Regions from separate parts of the Sus scrofa genome. Here region 2 is linked to region 1. The links are chromatin contacts, called in public promoter capture Hi-C maps. All regions are on one chromosome and are shown on one strand. Each heading gives the region's core, a stretch centred on a gene start, on an enhancer-like site or on the middle of the called end of the contact. The rest is flanking DNA. Distances are from core to core; before and after follow the strand shown.

Region 1 (7,954 bases), core at 3,843-6,342:
GAAATGAGGAAGTGTCTTAAAACGTAAAGTATTTTTAGATTTGGAGAGAAGAGATAAATTCATCTATGGTGAAGGAGAGAGAGAAAATGTTGAAGACAGAGTAACCCATGGAAGAGCCCCGACGGCAGAGTCCTAAATGTATCAGGGCTGATGGCTTCACTGTTCCACAGAGAAATGCAAAAACCAACCAACCAACCAAAACAGAGTTGTTCCTAAAAATTTAGGGGTTTTTTGGTGTTGCAAATACATTTCTTTTTGGACATAAGAGATGGGAGGACTTTAAAAATGTATACTGTTATTTGTCAGGATTAAAAAGTTAGCCACCCTAGGTTAGTTCCCAAACGGTTAGAAATGTTAATGGTATGGAAATCCCAAAGTCTGGAAAACAAACAAACAAACAAATCTACAGCCTCAGTAGAAACATAAGCCTTCATTGATAGAAGGGATAGTTTTTCCTCTGTGATGGGGGGAACAAGTTAGTGTGGGTAGAGACAGTGATAGACTTTGTAGGTATAGGGAAAGAAGGTGAGGAAGATTATTTCCTAAGAAGACTGTGATAAGATCTTCTGCTGGGTTGGGGGTTGAGGGGCTCAGAGAGAGTGACTGTAGGGTGAGCCTTGAAAGGAGTGGTAAAAATGGGGAGGAGGTGCTATGGGGAACAGGAGACTAACTTGAGAGAATCTGGAGTCTTCAAATTTGAAATGCTATCTGACTATATTTTGGTCAGATTTACTCTTTCTGAAATTGCTCTTGGTCCTTGTATTCCCCTCCCTCCTTTGACAACCCCAGCCCCCACTAGGCACTTCGCTTTCAGTCCTTTTATGACATTTATATTCTTCCTTAGTTTTTGTATTTGTGTTATCTGTACCCATTAAACTGTCTCTGACACATTGTTCATTTATCTATGACCGCCTCACAGCACCTCCCAGACAGTGGACACCAAACTGATTGTTTGCTGAAATAAATTTAATTCCACACAGAAAACAATTGGACAATAATCAGTTTCGTTGATTCAAACCTTCACAGTTGTAAAAACCACTGGCCTTAAAACAAACCAAGCAACCAAAAAACTCCTACAAATTAACTTGGCAGGCATTTTTCATTTTTCTTACAAAAATACTGCGTATTTGGTCATAGTTTGCTTATAAAAATCCTAAACTGTACACCCTTTGAATTTATACACTTCTGCTATGAAAATGCCACAGAGGTTATTAAATGAAAAACTTCCACTGTAATAGGCATGGAAACTGAGATCAGAAAAATTGGGCCATTTGTTCAAACTGCAAAGGTCTTAAGTGACAGTCTGTGTTAGGACCCTGTTTCCCACTTAACCAAGTGTCTTTATGCCATAACTATCCCTCTTAACTTTTACTTTGTATTATATTCAAATAGTTAAATTAATAATAGCAGTTATGCCTGATAAATCTCTGTCAAAATCAACACACTGATTACCTTTCATTTCTAAGTATGCGAATACAGGTTTCTGTTGCTGCCTGACAGGTTAGATATTTTAAGTTCTGGGTAAGTGCAACACACCAATTGGACATTTAGTTACAGGAAGTTTTATGATGCATATCATTTGCTTTTTTTTAAAAATGGCTACACCTGTTGCACATGGAAGTTCCCGGGCCAGCAACTGAATCCAAGCAGCAGCTGTGACCTAACCACTGAAACAGCAACAATGGATCCTTAACTCACTGCACCAGGCTGGGGATTGAACCCATGCTGCCACAGAGACAATGCCAGATCCTTAACCTGCTGTGCCACAGTAGGAACTCCCTTTGTTTTTTTTTTGTTTTTTTTTTTGTCTTTTTTTGTCTTTTTGTCTTTTTGTTGTTGCTGTTGTTGCTATTTCTTGGGCCGCTCCCGCGGCATATGGAGGTTCCCAGGCTAGGGGTTGAATCGGAGCTGTAGCCACCGGCCTACTCCAGAGGCACAGCAACGCGGGATCCGAGCCGCATCTGCAACCTACACCACAGCTCACGGCAACGCCCGATCGTTACCCACTGAGCAAGTCAGGGATCGAACCTGCAACCTCATGTTCCTAGTCGATTGTAAATATAGATACAGGATATAACTCATCATGTAAATATTAGATGCTGCATATACAGACATATACAGTGACAAAAATCACCACCCTCTACCACACATAAAGCAGAAACCAGCATATGACTATGAGGTCTTCCTGTCTCTACCGCCCAGCATATGGAGCCAGCAGGGTCAAGCTGTGCCACCTACGCCAAACCACAGCAACTCAGATCCACTGCACGCACCTATACCACAGCTCACGGATCGTTAACCCACTGCAGCAAACGAAACCATGGAGCAACTACCAGGAAAATTGGTTTTTTCTTATTTCCATCAGTAGTTTATTCTTCCCAGTCTTTTTCTAATTAGTTAAAAATTAGAGACAGATCTTCTGCTGTTAATAACACAGATAAACCTGGAGGCCAAGTGTAAGAAAGTGAAAATTTTATCTTCTGCTGGTGAATAAATATATCAAAAGATTTGTGTTGTTCAGTTTTGCTGAAATGGTATACTATTATTGTTAATTAAAAATTATAGTTTGGAGTTCCTGTTGTGGCTCAGCAAGTTAAGAACCCAACTAGCATCCATGAGGATGCAGGTTCGATCCCTGGCTCACTCAGAGGGTTAAAGATTCAGCATTGGCAGGAGCTAAGGTGTAGGTCACAGACATGGCTTCGATTCCACATTGCTGTGGCTGTGGTGTAGGCTAGCAGCTGTAGCTCTGATTCGACCCCTAGCCTGGGAACTTCCATATGTCTCAGGTATGGTCCTAAAAAGACCAAAAAAAAAAAAAAAAATTATAGTTTTTAAAATTAAAAAAAATTTTTTTAAAATTTTTTGTCTTTTTTTGCCTTTTCTACGGCTGCTTCCTGTGGCATATGGAGGTTCCCAGCTAGGGGTCTAATTGGAGCTGTAGCCCCTGGCCTACACCAGAGCTGCAGCAACGAGGGATCTGAGCCAAGTCTGCAACCTACACCACAGCTCACGGCAACGCCAGATCCTTAACCCACTGAGCAAGGGCAGGGATTGAACCCGCAACCTCCTGGTTCCTAGTCGGATTTGTTAACCACTGCACCACGACAGGAACTCCATTTACAGTTTTTTTTATTTGGCAAACGTTATCATTTGACCTTTGATTAATTTTTAAGAGAGAACATTTTCCCCAAAAACAAGTATGTAAAGATATTCGTACATAAATTTTTACATAAAAGAATGGCACACTAGAAGTCTCTATCTGGAGTTATACTCCAAGAAGTTGGATTTTCTAGGGTGAGGATTATATATATATATATATATATATATGTAATTATACCACAAAGCTTGGTGACATTCTCATTGTATTCAGTTGAATGGCTCCTAACAATGCTTGTTGATCTGGTTATATCATATAATTTCTTAAGCAAAGTTTTCTTAAGTCATTCTTTATCATATTCTTTATAATGTACTGCTATAAACTTCTCTAGATTATCATTCTTTCAAATACCCAAACACGGTAAAGCCCATTTAAATTCCCAAAGCTTATATCAAAAACTATACATTGTAAAAAACCTCACTTTGAAAATAGAGACAACATTGCAACAACATTGCAAATCAACTACATGCCAATAAAATTTTAAAAATAATAAATTACAAAAAGAGAGACAAGCCTGCCATTCATACACTCCTTCAGCAACTATTTACCAAGTCCTTAATTGAGTAACAGGCACTGTGCCAGGAGCTGTTATTAAGAAGGTATTAAGACATTGTCCCAGTGCTCACAGTGTGAGACTGACCCTCAACAGACCAAACACGAGGCACAAGATGGGGGAGCCAGAGAAGTGAGGAGGGTCATGGCAACCAGCTACCTCGGAGGAGAGAGGCAGAGGGGTGCCCATTCGGCAGGGTCCCGAGAAAGTGAGGAGGAAAAAGTCATCCTGGGCAATGAGGACATAAAGGAAGGGGGCAGACGACACGAAAAAGTGTGAGTGGCAAGGTGGCTACAGCTGAAACTTGGGTGAGCCAAGTAGGTGGGGCGGCCCGGGAAGAGCTCCAGCACACGGTGCGGGGGTTGGGGGGTGATGGCAGGACAGTGGCGTGGACAGGGCGGGGGGCGCTGCCAGGACCTGCTGGTAGAAGAGGGGTGGACACTGAGGGCAGGAAGAGCAGTCAGGAGCCGTGAGGAAACTGTCCGGGAGAAACTATGCGGGTAAAGAGTGACTTTAAAAAAGTCTGAAAGGTATTTTGGAGGTAAAACAAAAGATTTGACGACCGGAGGGAGAAGGAGTGGCACACATGTTCCGTTAGGCGGACTCGGACACTTGCTGGAGTGAATCATTACCTGTCACTATCAACCAACGAGTGGATCATCAAGTTTAATTTTTTGTTGTGGGAATTAAGACACGGGGCTATGCCTAAGTTTGATGAGTCACGTGGGAAACTTCTCCCCTAGGCCTGTTTAAAAAGCCCACCTGGAGGGAAGAGGTGGGCTAACGAGTTCTGGCCACTTCAGCCTCCCCGCAAGATGCGGTTCAGGTGGGCAATGCTGCTGGGTGAACACTCAACCCAAAGCCAAACAACAAACACTCTTCATATCAGATTACCATAAAGAGAGGATAGCAAATGCCGCGCAAACCCCCGCACGTCCAGGTCCCCAAGAGCCTACTTCATTGTGTTTCAAACAGCTTACCCGGTACCGCTGCCAAAGCAGAGCCAGCAGCGGCGCTCCACGCACGGCGCATGCGCAGGGCCCGCGGCGTGGGGGGAGAGCCGGGCACTGAGAATGTTTCCCAGAAGCCACTAGCCGCTGTTTTCCCTCCCGCTCGCAGGCCACGGGACGTGACTCCGCCCGTCACGTTCCTCTGGCGCAAAGGGTGGTTTGCCAGCGCCCCCCTGCGGTCCGGTTGATTGCTGCGACCTTGCTCGCAGGGCTAGAGCGAGCAAATGAGTTGGGAAAGCGCCGACCGTCCTGCTGCCGCTGCCGCCGCCGCCGCCGCCGCCGTCGCCACCGTAGCGCGTCGACCAGTGGAGGCGCCGCTGAGCTGAGAGGAGCAGAGCGGGAGGGAGGGGGAAGGGGACGCGCGGAACGGGGAGGGAGGAGGCCCGGCGAGGAGCGGGGGAGGGGGAGCAGCGGTGGCGCAAGACGCGCGGAGCAGCGCAGCCCGGGTCCGCTCCCTGCTTCGCCGCCGCCACCCGCCCCAGCCAGCAGAGCCGGCGCCCCAGCGGCCCCCGGAACACCTGAAAGCGGACGAAGGAGTCCATGTTGGGGAACTTGGCGGCGGCGTGACGGGGACCTAGGGACCTGCATTGGGGCCGCCGCCGGAATCCCCGCGCCTCGACCTCGGCCTGAGGTAAACACCGGCCGACCCCAGGGGTGGACTGGCGCGGGCCGCTCTCGGGCGGGGTGGGGGTTACGCGCCGGCGCAGGGCGGGGGAGCGGGCCCGGGGCGACGCGGGAGGGCGCACAAAGTTTCGGAATCCCGCGCGGCCCAGGCGGCGTCCTGCGCTCGGAGGAAAGTTGGAGCTGCCTCTGGAGGCGGGGGAGGTTGCGGCGGGCAAGGCCCCCCTTGCCTCTCGCCACCCGGCGAGGGAGGCCGCGCTTGGGCCGCCGCCGCCTCGCTGTCGGTACCCCGTCCCATTTCCTTCTTGTGGCCTACCCGCCTCCCGTCGGCGGAACCAGTCCCCGCCCGGGGGTCCTGGGGGAATGGGTTGAGGTTAGAGGCTCGGCGACGGAGTCGCCACACGGACACCCCCCTCCCCGCGGTGGAAACGTGTCCTGCTGGGCTTCCGGGCGCTCCCCGACCCCCGCGCCCGCTTGACTTGCGAGACTTTGCTTTTGTCGGTAGCGTCCAAGCTCGCTTGTGAAACCAAACTTTACTGCGCCGTGACCTCTCGGAGTGCGCGACCAGGGCAGAGCCCGCACTTGTGAGCACCCGCGTCACCCCGTGCCCTGAATTTCAAACTCTTCTTCCACCCCCAATTTCTAAACCAGTTTCCTGGGCTGACAACAAAAGGGCCAGGAGATCTAAACTTAGCTCCATCAGGCGTCCCTCCTCAGATACAAGGAATTTTGAATCTTTAAAGACGCTGCTTACAAATGGATGTCTGTCTTGCCCCCCCCCCAACCCCCCGTATTTTGAAAAATTGTGTTAAAGTAAGCGCCTGATTTGGAGTAGTTGATTAAAGCATTCAGATTCAAATGTGGAATTTTAAAATATCCTCAAAGTGTTTCTGTGCCGTATTACGTATAGTGCCTACGAGTTGAGCTTTTTTCATTCATTTTGGCTTTCATTTTGACATCTTTATCATACTATCTGTGAGCTAAGATTTTTTAGGCCAAACTGACCAAAAAGTTTTTAATATAATGCTTTGGCTAGTACAGGCTGTTCTTAAATTTTTGCAGTTTTGGAAATTAACTGAATATTGGAAAAAGCGTATTTAAAAGGTGTTTCTTCATTTTAAAAGAAAAGCTAATTCATGCATATTACTACTTAACCTCAGTCGCAGGATTTTGAAACACATTCTTAAAATAACTGCTAGTTTTTGTGTTTTGTTGGCATTAAAATTTTGATACATAATCAAGTGTCTTTCCAGACCATTGCTTTCTCTTTCCTGTTCGGCAGTTGGCTTAATCTTTTTTTTTTTTTTTTTTTTTTTTTTTTTTGCTGTTGGCTGAGAGCTGAAATTAAAAGTTTATGGGACTTTCGTTTTTCTTGTTTTAACTTACTGTCCATAAGAATTGAAATTTTTAAATTGTTCTGGATTTCTTTTTGCATGATACTATTTTATCAAAGATAATTGGAATTTATGTTTTGTTTATGCAATGTGAAGGATTTATTTAATATTAGCCCTGCTTATTGTAACTGCACTTTTTTGCTATAATGTATTTTGGTCTTACAAGTATATAGTTTTACATTCAGATAGTGACCTTTTGTTGCCTGAGAATTTGAGTACATCTTCACATTTTGGCCGTGTAAGATTTGGATGTCTGCTTACTCCAAGGGTACTCATGTACTGTTCTGTAAAGACATTCTTCAGTATGTTAAGGGGGAAGAAATCTGTGAAAGAAAATGGAAATTGTTCCTAAATATGCTGCCTGAAACATGTGTCATGGAGAAATTTTTAAGGGGAATTTTTTTGTATGCCTTTAGGTGGTGGTAATGGGGGTCCAGGAGATTGAAACTCTTTAGGGGTCACTCAGCTTCCCCATAATCCTTTGGATACTAACCAATACTTAGGCAGTTTTCTTTAAAGTTGTGCTGTTAATCAGCAGAGATGGGATGAATCAGGGCTGTTACATGATGATGTTGATTTGTCATCAGTAGCATCTTAATAAGAGAATTCAGTATTACACTACTTCTCTACCTTTTTTTAGGTACATCAGTGAAAAATAGTCATAAAACCTAACTGGAGTGGCTGGCGTAAAGGTGATAGTCAGTGTTTGAATGATTTTCGTTGTAACTTCCTTTTAGTAAACTCTACCATTATTTACTCTTGTCTTTAAGTGAAATTGGATCTTGATTTACCTTGCCAAATGAAATAAAAATTTTTAATTATATTCTTAGTCCCAAAGAATAAATTAATAGCTTTGCACCTTATTTTACATCTGAATGGTGATAAATGTTAGTAGCACTAAGTACAGCCCAGTGTTTAAATATCTTGAATCATTTTATTGCTCTTCCCAAAACTCATCTTTGCATTGTTGCGGTCCTTGCGTTTCTTTTTTCTTTTCTTTTTTTAAGTTGTGGCTTTGTAATTCCTAATACTTAATTACATAAAAGTTCGATATAAGATGTAAAAACAACACTCATCTATCACTTGCAAAATAGCATCCCAAAAAGTCTCACTATGACCTTTGTTCACCTATAGTCTTTAATACTCAATAGCCAGAGTGATCCTGATAAAATAAATCAGATCAGGTCACTTCTCTTCTCAAATGGCTTCCCTTCTC
Region 2 (7,954 bases), core at 2,666-5,165, 1.2 Mb before region 1:
CTTGCCCAGCCTCAAGACCAAAGAAAGAGCCCAAAGTCAGCAACAGAAATATCAATGGTTTAATGGATGGGGGAGCTTACCTATTTGAAGCAAGGTCTTGTGTGGTGCAACAGAGAGTGGACAGGACATGGCAGTGGTCTTCACTACTGAAGGGGGTAGGGGGGATGTGGGAGAGGGAGGATACCAATTATAGAGCATGCCCCTCACCGCCCTTCTGATAAACCATCATAGTGGAGGCACTGTGATCTAAAGATTAGAACAATTAGTAGCTGGGACCTGGGGCATGTAGTAGACATTTACTAATTAGGCTCTATGATTAAGAAGGAAATCAGTCATGAGAATAGGGTGTAGGTAAGGCAGGGAGAGTAGGGGATGTACAGAAAGCAAGAAGGCAGCCATCTTGGGTGGCCCGATCATACAACAATCAATAAGAAACGCAGGAGATAAAATAACACTTAACAGAAATGAAGAATACCTTTGATGGGCTCATTAGTAGATTGGACTGCTGAGGAAAGAATCTCTGAACTTGGGGATAGTTCAATAGAATCTTTTTTTTTTTTGTCTTTTTGCCATTTCTTGGGCTGCTCCCGTGGCATATGGAGGTTCCCAGGATAGGGGTCTAATTGGAGCTGTAGCCACTGGCCTACACCAGAGCCACAGCAATGCAGGATTCGAGCCACGTCTGCAACCTACACCACAGCTCACGGCAACGCCGGATCGTTAACCCACTGAGCAAGGCCAGGGATCGAACCCGCAACCTCATGGTTCCTAGTCGGACTTGTTAACCACTGCACCACGACGGGAACGCCAATAGAATCTTAAATAACCAAAAGGTAAAGCGAATAAAGTCTAAGAAAAACAGAACATTACCAAGTGCTGTGGGATGACAGAAGGGGTAACATATACATAATGGGAATACCTGGAGGAGAAAGAGCAAAAGGAATAGAAGAAATATTTGCAACAATAATGACTGGGAATTTCGCCAAATTAATGTAAGACATCAAACCACAGATCCAGGAAGCTCAGAGAACACCAAGCAGAATAAATCCAAACAAAAAACTACCCCTTGGCATATCACTTTCACATTATAGAATATCAAAGATGAAAATGCTGAAAGAAGTCAGAGGGTAACAAAACACGTTATCTATAGAGAAACAAGGGTAGGAATTAAATTTAACTTCTCAGAAACCATATAAGCAAGAAGAGAGAGGAATGAAATATGTAATGTGTTGAGAGAAAACCCTCACCAACCTAGAATCTGTACCCTGCAAACTATCCTTCAAAAGGAAAGTGAAGGAGAAATAACGACTTTTTCAAGTAAATGAAAATTGTGGGAATTTGTTGCCAGTAGACTTGCTTGGCATGAAATGTTAGCAGAAGTTCTTTAGAGAGAAGGAAACTAATATAGGTCAGAAACATGGACCTATATAAAGAAAGGAAGAGTGTCAAAGAAGGAATAAGTGAAGACAAAATAAAAACTTTCATTTTTCTGATTCTTAATTGATAACAGTTTGTTCAAGATAATAATAATAACAATATATTTGATGATACATACTTATGCATGTATGTATGCATGTATGTGTGTATCTATGTATAAATACACACACACACACACACACACACACACACATATATATATGAAATGAGTGACAGGTACAAGGGACGGGAGGGAAGAATTAGGATTAATTTGTTATTATAAAGTACTCATACTATCCAGGAAGTGGCAGTGATATTTGCAAGTGCACATGGTTTAGCTGAGTATATATATATATATTGCAAACTCTATGGCAACCATTAAAAAAAGTTAAAAAAAACTTATATTGCAACAGAACAAAGGGTGGAAAAAAAATGTATACTTGTAAGTGTAACTTGGTCCCCATGCTGTACAGCGGAAAAAAGAAATAAATTAAAAAAAAAAGTTAAAAAAGAAGTATAACTGATATGCTAAGAAAGGAGAGAAAATGGAATCATATAAAATACTCAAAAGCATAAAAGGCAGAAAAAAGAGTAGAAGACAAAATAGGAACAAAGAACAAGGGCAACAAAAAGAAAACAGTAATGAAAATGGTAGATATTAATACAACTATATCAGTAATCACTTTAAATGTCAATGTTCTTCATGTACCAATCAAAGTTAGAGACTCTCAGAGTAAATTAAAACACAAGATCCAAGAGTTCCTGTTGTGGTGCATTGAAAACAAATGCGACTAGCATCTGTGAGGATGTGGGTTCCATCCCTGGCCTTGCCCAGTGGGTCAGGAATCCCACATTGCCAAGAGCTGTGGTGTAGGTTGCACATGCAGCTTTGATCTGATGTTGCTATGGCTGTGGTGTAGGCCAGCAGCTGTAGCTCCAATTCAACTCCTAGACTGGGAACTTCCATATGCTGTGGGCGCGGCCCTAAAAAGCAAAATGAAACAAAAACAAAAATAAGACCCAATTATATGTTGTAACAAGAAACCCACTTTAAATATAAAAACATATACAGATGAAAAGGAAATGGAAACATTACCACATTAGGAGTTCCCGTTGAGGCATAGTGGTTAGCGAATCTGTCTAGGAACCATGAGGTTGCAGGTTCGATCCCTGGCATTGCTCAGTGGGTTAAGGATCTGGCGTTGCAGTGAGCTGTGGCGTAGGCTGGCAGCTGTAGCTCAGATTCGACCCTTAGCCTGGAAATCTCCATATGCCGCAGGAACAGCCCTAAAAAAAAGCTAAAAAGAAAAAATTATAGGGCTATTTCAGATGGAAAGGTTTATTTGTTTCTGTCTGTTTTCACGGGCTTTTAAAATTATTTTTGTTTTACAATTTTATTTTGTTTTATACTTTTTTTTTTTTTTTTTGCCTTTCAGGGCTGCATCTGTGGCATATACAAGTTCCCAGGCTAGGGGTCTAATCAGAGCTGTAGCCACAGCAATGTGGGATCTGAGCCACGTCTGTGACCTACGCCTAAGCTCAGGCAACGCAGGATCCTTAACCCACTGAGGCCAGGAATTGAACCTGCGTCCTCATGGATACTAGCCGGGTTCATAAACCACTGAGCCACGACTGGAACTCCTGTTTTACAGTTTTAGACTTGCCATGAAAATGAAAGTTCACTCACACAGGAAGCAGAAGCACATAATGTTAAAAGCTTCATGTTCTTTTCACTTAGTGGCTAGGGCACATCAAAAGATAGGTCTTAATACTGACACACGTCCAAGAAAGATTCAGAGATAGATACTTAGAAAAGGAAGGAATTTACTTGCAAAAGTGCAAGGTAGTCAGACTGAAGAACAGATTTGCCAAATACAAGTACTTAAAGATTAAAAAAAACCCTGCAAAATTAGTATAGTTACCATAGCCTGTTCATGGTAGAGAAACAGTAACTTTCCCACATGATTTTCTTTTTCTTTTCTTTCTTTTTTTTTTTTTTTTAGGGCCTCACCCATGGCACATGGAGGTTCCCAAGCTAGGGGTTGAATCGGTGCTGTAGCCACTGGCCTACACCACAGCTCACGGCAACGCCAGATACTTAACCCACTGAGCGAGCCCAGGGATTGAACCTGCATCCTCATGGATCCTAGACAGATTCGTTTCCGCTGAGCCACGACGGGAATTCCCCCACGTGATTTTCATATGCACAAAAGTGATAAAATACGGTTACAAACCAGCAAGGCAAATATTAGGGATAACAGTGGGAGCGATCCAAAGCATTATTCAAGTTATTATTATGTGGGGAATCAGAACAGGCCAGGATGATCCTGCAGTTTTTGGAGTACCTACTGTGAAGCTGGAAGCAGGCAGAGTCAGATTTTGCTTTAACACACCTGTCAATCCTCTAGGCTGATTCCACCCAGAGGAGGAGGGCTCAGCGCACCTGATCTTCTGCGCACGCTCCGTCCTGGCTCCAGGGGGCGGGGCGAGGCCACGCGAGGACTTGTGGGATAGCTCAGGAAGGCGGGGCCGGCGTGAGTAGCTGAGAGTCGGGCGCGGCGGTTGTGGGGCCGGTAGTGGCCTGGTGAGGTGAGCCAGCTTTACGGTTGTCACTTTTTGCGAGGGAGCTACGGCAGCAAGGAGGCTTCTGGGGTCTCCCCGCAGGAGGAGGGTTTGCTGCTGTGGGTACCGGGAGAGACCGAGAAGGCCAGGGCGGGCGGCGGGGGCACCGCGTTGGGGCGGCGTGGCGGTGTCCAGGGTAGCGGCGCACTGGGGAGCGAGTTCGGGAGGCCAGTCCCTAGACGGTCAGCTTTGCTGGGGGTCTCTCCACCCTGGGTGCCGCGGGCATTGGTCGGTTTGTGGTGGTCAGGGCCGCAGACCCACCCTCCCGAGACCTCTGTGGGGCCCGCCCCCTTTCGGCGGGGGTGTGCAATGCTCGCTCGGATGTAGAGTAGAAAGTGATACCTCCAGGCGCTGGAAGTTTCTGGTTGCGTGCCTGGATACAGGTTCTGTGGGAGCAGAGAGGTGATGGGTGAAATGGAAAAGCTTTCTACTTCCTACAGTAACTCAATGCCTTGTTACGCTTTTATTCACGTTTTTTGAGCCCCCCCCGCAAAGCATTGTTCTAGTTTTATTTTTTTCATGAGATGTACATATATGATCAAATATGGGCACTGCCTGAAAGAAGCTTAAACTTTAGTTTCTGGGCCATGACTAGGGGTCTTATCTGTCGTTGCAAACATCTTTTCCTCCAAGAAGAATCATTTTTCTAGTCTCCTCTATCTTTCCCTCCAAACCTACTGCACTTTTTGGGCACCTTGCCCCATCACTCATCCCCTTTCCTATATCTTTTTTTTTTTTTTTTTTTTTTTTAGTTTTTTGAAATATAGTTAAGTTACGAGGCTGTGATAGTTTCTGCCGTACTTCAAAGTGAGCCAGTGATACATGCACACATATCCATTCTCTGATTCTTTTCCCACATAGATTATCACAGTATACTCTGTAGAGTTCTCTGCACTGTACAGCAGGTTCCTGTTGGTCCATGGTTCTGTATACCTCGGTGTGCATATGCCAGTCCCAGACCCCCAGTCCGTTCCCCGCCTCCCCACCTGTCCCCTCCTGTATCTTCTTTTACCCTGTTTCTCACTGCCCCCCTCCACCCATACTCCTGAGCAATTTTAGGTTATGAAAGGCAAAATTATGCTGATCTCCGTTATGTCTTATTTACTCAGCTCATTTTATCTCTGTTCCTAAAAAAATTCCATTAAAACTGTATGTAATCGGGAGTTCCTGTTGTGGCTCAGTGGTAATGAACCCGACTAGTATCCATGGGGATGTGGGTTTCATCCCTGGCCACAATCAGTGGGTGGGGGATATGGCGTTGGCTATGAGCTGTGGTGTAGGTCGGAGATGCAGTTTGGGTCACAAGTTTCTGTGGCTATGGCGTAGGCAGGCCGCTGCAGCTCCAATTAGACCCCTAGCCTGGGAACTTCCACATGCCTTGGATGTGGCTCTAAAAAGACAAAAAACAAACCAAAAAACTGTGTAATCTTTATATGACTAAACAAATTTAACGTACATTATTTCTCCTGTATGATCTCTGCGGTATTTGGCATTGTTAAGTATCTTTTTGAAAATTCTCTTCTGTGACAGTATTCCAAGTTTTCTTCCCAGCTCTCTAGATGCCACTGCTTAGTTTTTACTGGGTTGGCCTGTCTTCCTTGGTTTGTTCCCTAAATGTTAGTGTTCTCCTGTCCCCCCTACCCCCTTTGTCACAGTAGTTAAACATGTCCAAATCCCACAATTGTAGCTTCTTTTTTAAGACCTTTTAATTATTTCACTGTATAACATACTGGTGAAATACCCAACTGTATTTTCTCAAACGGCAAATGAAATGCAGAATAATGTTTTTCTTTGATTTCTGAAAATCTCAGTATCATCTGTGTTTTGGAGGATTTGGTTTCCTACGACATCTATGATTCTGTCCATGAGGATACCAAAAGTGCTTAGTAGTAAAGAACATTTTGCTAAGTTGTTCTGTCATGGGTCCTTGCTCTAAGTGTTCACCTTTTCCTTCTAATCTGGGTGTCAGCACTAGATCATGTGTTTCTTCAATATCATGTACAGGATCTGGCCGAGGGATAGGTTTTGTGTGTTCATATGGAATGTCCACAGAAGGGTGATAGCATGCTGTTGTATCAAGATGATTATCAGTTAGTATGAAAGAAGATAATCTGAAGAGAAAGTGTTTTTAAAATCTGCTTCTAGGTATACCTATATTTCATCCCTTGACTTCTGCTCACCGTGAGCCCATCATCTTGCTTCTCAATGTAGCTTCTATCTTTATGCTAATGACACCCAAATTTATATTTCTAGCCCATATTGTCTATGCTAATGACACCCAAATGTATATTTTGGTAAGTACCTACTCAGTATGTCCTCCTGATGTCCCATAAGAACTCAAATTAAGCTTATCCCAAACAGGAAAATTGTCTTTACACTTGTCCTCCAATCCTGAAACCTCTTTGCTTTTGAAAATTGTAGTCAGGTTGCTGATGGCGTGGCATTGATCCCTGGCCAAGGAACTTCTGAATGGGTTCATGCAAAAAAAAAAAATTATGAAAAGGAGTAAAGGATGTATTTAGGCTAAACTTATAAACTCTAGAGATGAGCAGCCAACCTACCAAAGGCTACTTGCTAATTTCAGTGATTTCCTCCCCATTGCCTTTCATTACATTGCAATGTGGAGACACCCAAACTTGTCTTTTTTTTTTTTTTTTGCATTTATTATTCAACAAATGTTGATCAATTCATTTGAAACATGAAATACTGATTTTTTTTTCTTCTGCATCACTTTAGGCTCCCTTCTTTACTTGTATCTTGGCCATTTATGAAGAGGTAAAAATCATTAATTAGCTAGGTTTCAAAAAACAAATCTATTTAATTTTTAACAAAGGTTGGTTGGTCAGAACTCTGCAGGCCACAATGACTTCAACAAATAAAGCAATTGAATTACAACTACAAGTGAAACAAAATGCAGAAGAGCTGCAAGACTTTATGAGGGATTTAGAAAACTGGGAAAAAGATATTAAACAAAAGGATATGGAACTAAGAAGACAGAATGGTGTTCCTGAAGAGGTAAATTTCTTAACTAAATTCCTGTTTTAGCATCTAGCAAAACTGTTTATTTTAAAGTAAAGTACTACCGGAGTTCCCGTCATGGCTCAGTGGTTAACGAATCCGACTAGGAACCATGAGGTTGTGGGTTCAATCCCTAGCCTCTCTCAGTGGGTTAAGGATCCAGCGTTGCTGTGAGCTGTGGTGTAGGTTGCAGACGAGGCTCGGATCCCATGTTGCTATGCCTCTGGCGTAGGCTGGTGGCTACAACTCCAATTAGACCCCTAGCCTGGGAACCTCCACATGCCTCCGGTGCAGCCCTAGAAAAGACAAAAAAATAAAAATAAAAATAATTAAATAAATAAATAAATAAGTAAAGTACTGCCTTTAAAATGTTTTGTGGAAGTACTGATTAAAATGATTTGCCTTCTGCCAACATTTTGGAACACTCTGCTTTTTAAAGTCTTTGTAACAATTGTATTAACTATGTAAAGACATTTTAAGCCTTAGTGAATAGTTACTGAAAGGAAGACTGTGATAATTCTTAAGGTAGGCGAACACGATCATAAAATATGTAGATTTGTATATATATTATGTATACCATATATAGTTATATATTTAGTGATATATTAGCGAAGAGTATTGCCTTTAAAAACTTAGTACCCAGGCTCAACCAAATGTTTTCCTTAAGACAGTACATTCAAATATATGGATAGCTTTTTCATACTGTATGTAATGATGTGGGGGCAGTTCAGTTTGCTCTTATGCTACTGCTAAATCATTGTACTAAGGCTGAGGAAGTTTTTGAAGTTTGATTATAGGATTGCAAGTTGGATGAATAATTAGAATTTCTAGGTCATACTTTTCTTTTGACTGAACAATGTTCAGTATTTGTCAAGGATAAATTAGACTTTTCAAGCGT

What was found. Promoter capture Hi-C pulls out the DNA fragments that hold promoters and counts their contacts.
Region 2: a promoter capture Hi-C map of liver shows a contact between it and region 1, with 4 times the contacts expected there. The contact joins the promoter of RPAP3 here to the promoter of SCAF11 in region 1. A contact is called at or near these places in 1 of 5 promoter capture datasets (liver) and 1 of 2 datasets of contacts at active chromatin or transcription factors (skeletal muscle).

What each region holds. Positions count from the first base shown.
Region 1 is chr5:76,873,789-76,881,742 of Sscrofa11.1, reverse strand. SCAF11 (protein SCAF11) reads left to right here and starts at 5,092. Exons shown (of 15, transcript XM_021092989.1): 1 at 5,092-5,354.
Region 2 is chr5:78,062,213-78,070,166 of Sscrofa11.1, reverse strand. RPAP3 (RNA polymerase II-associated protein 3) reads left to right here and starts at 3,915. Exons shown (of 18, transcript XM_021092589.1): 1 at 3,915-4,005; 2 at 6,872-7,053. The coding sequence starts at 6,901. It overlaps LOC110260775 (a long non-coding RNA gene), which reads right to left and starts at 4,733. Exons shown (of 3, transcript XR_002344182.1): 1 at 3,810-4,733.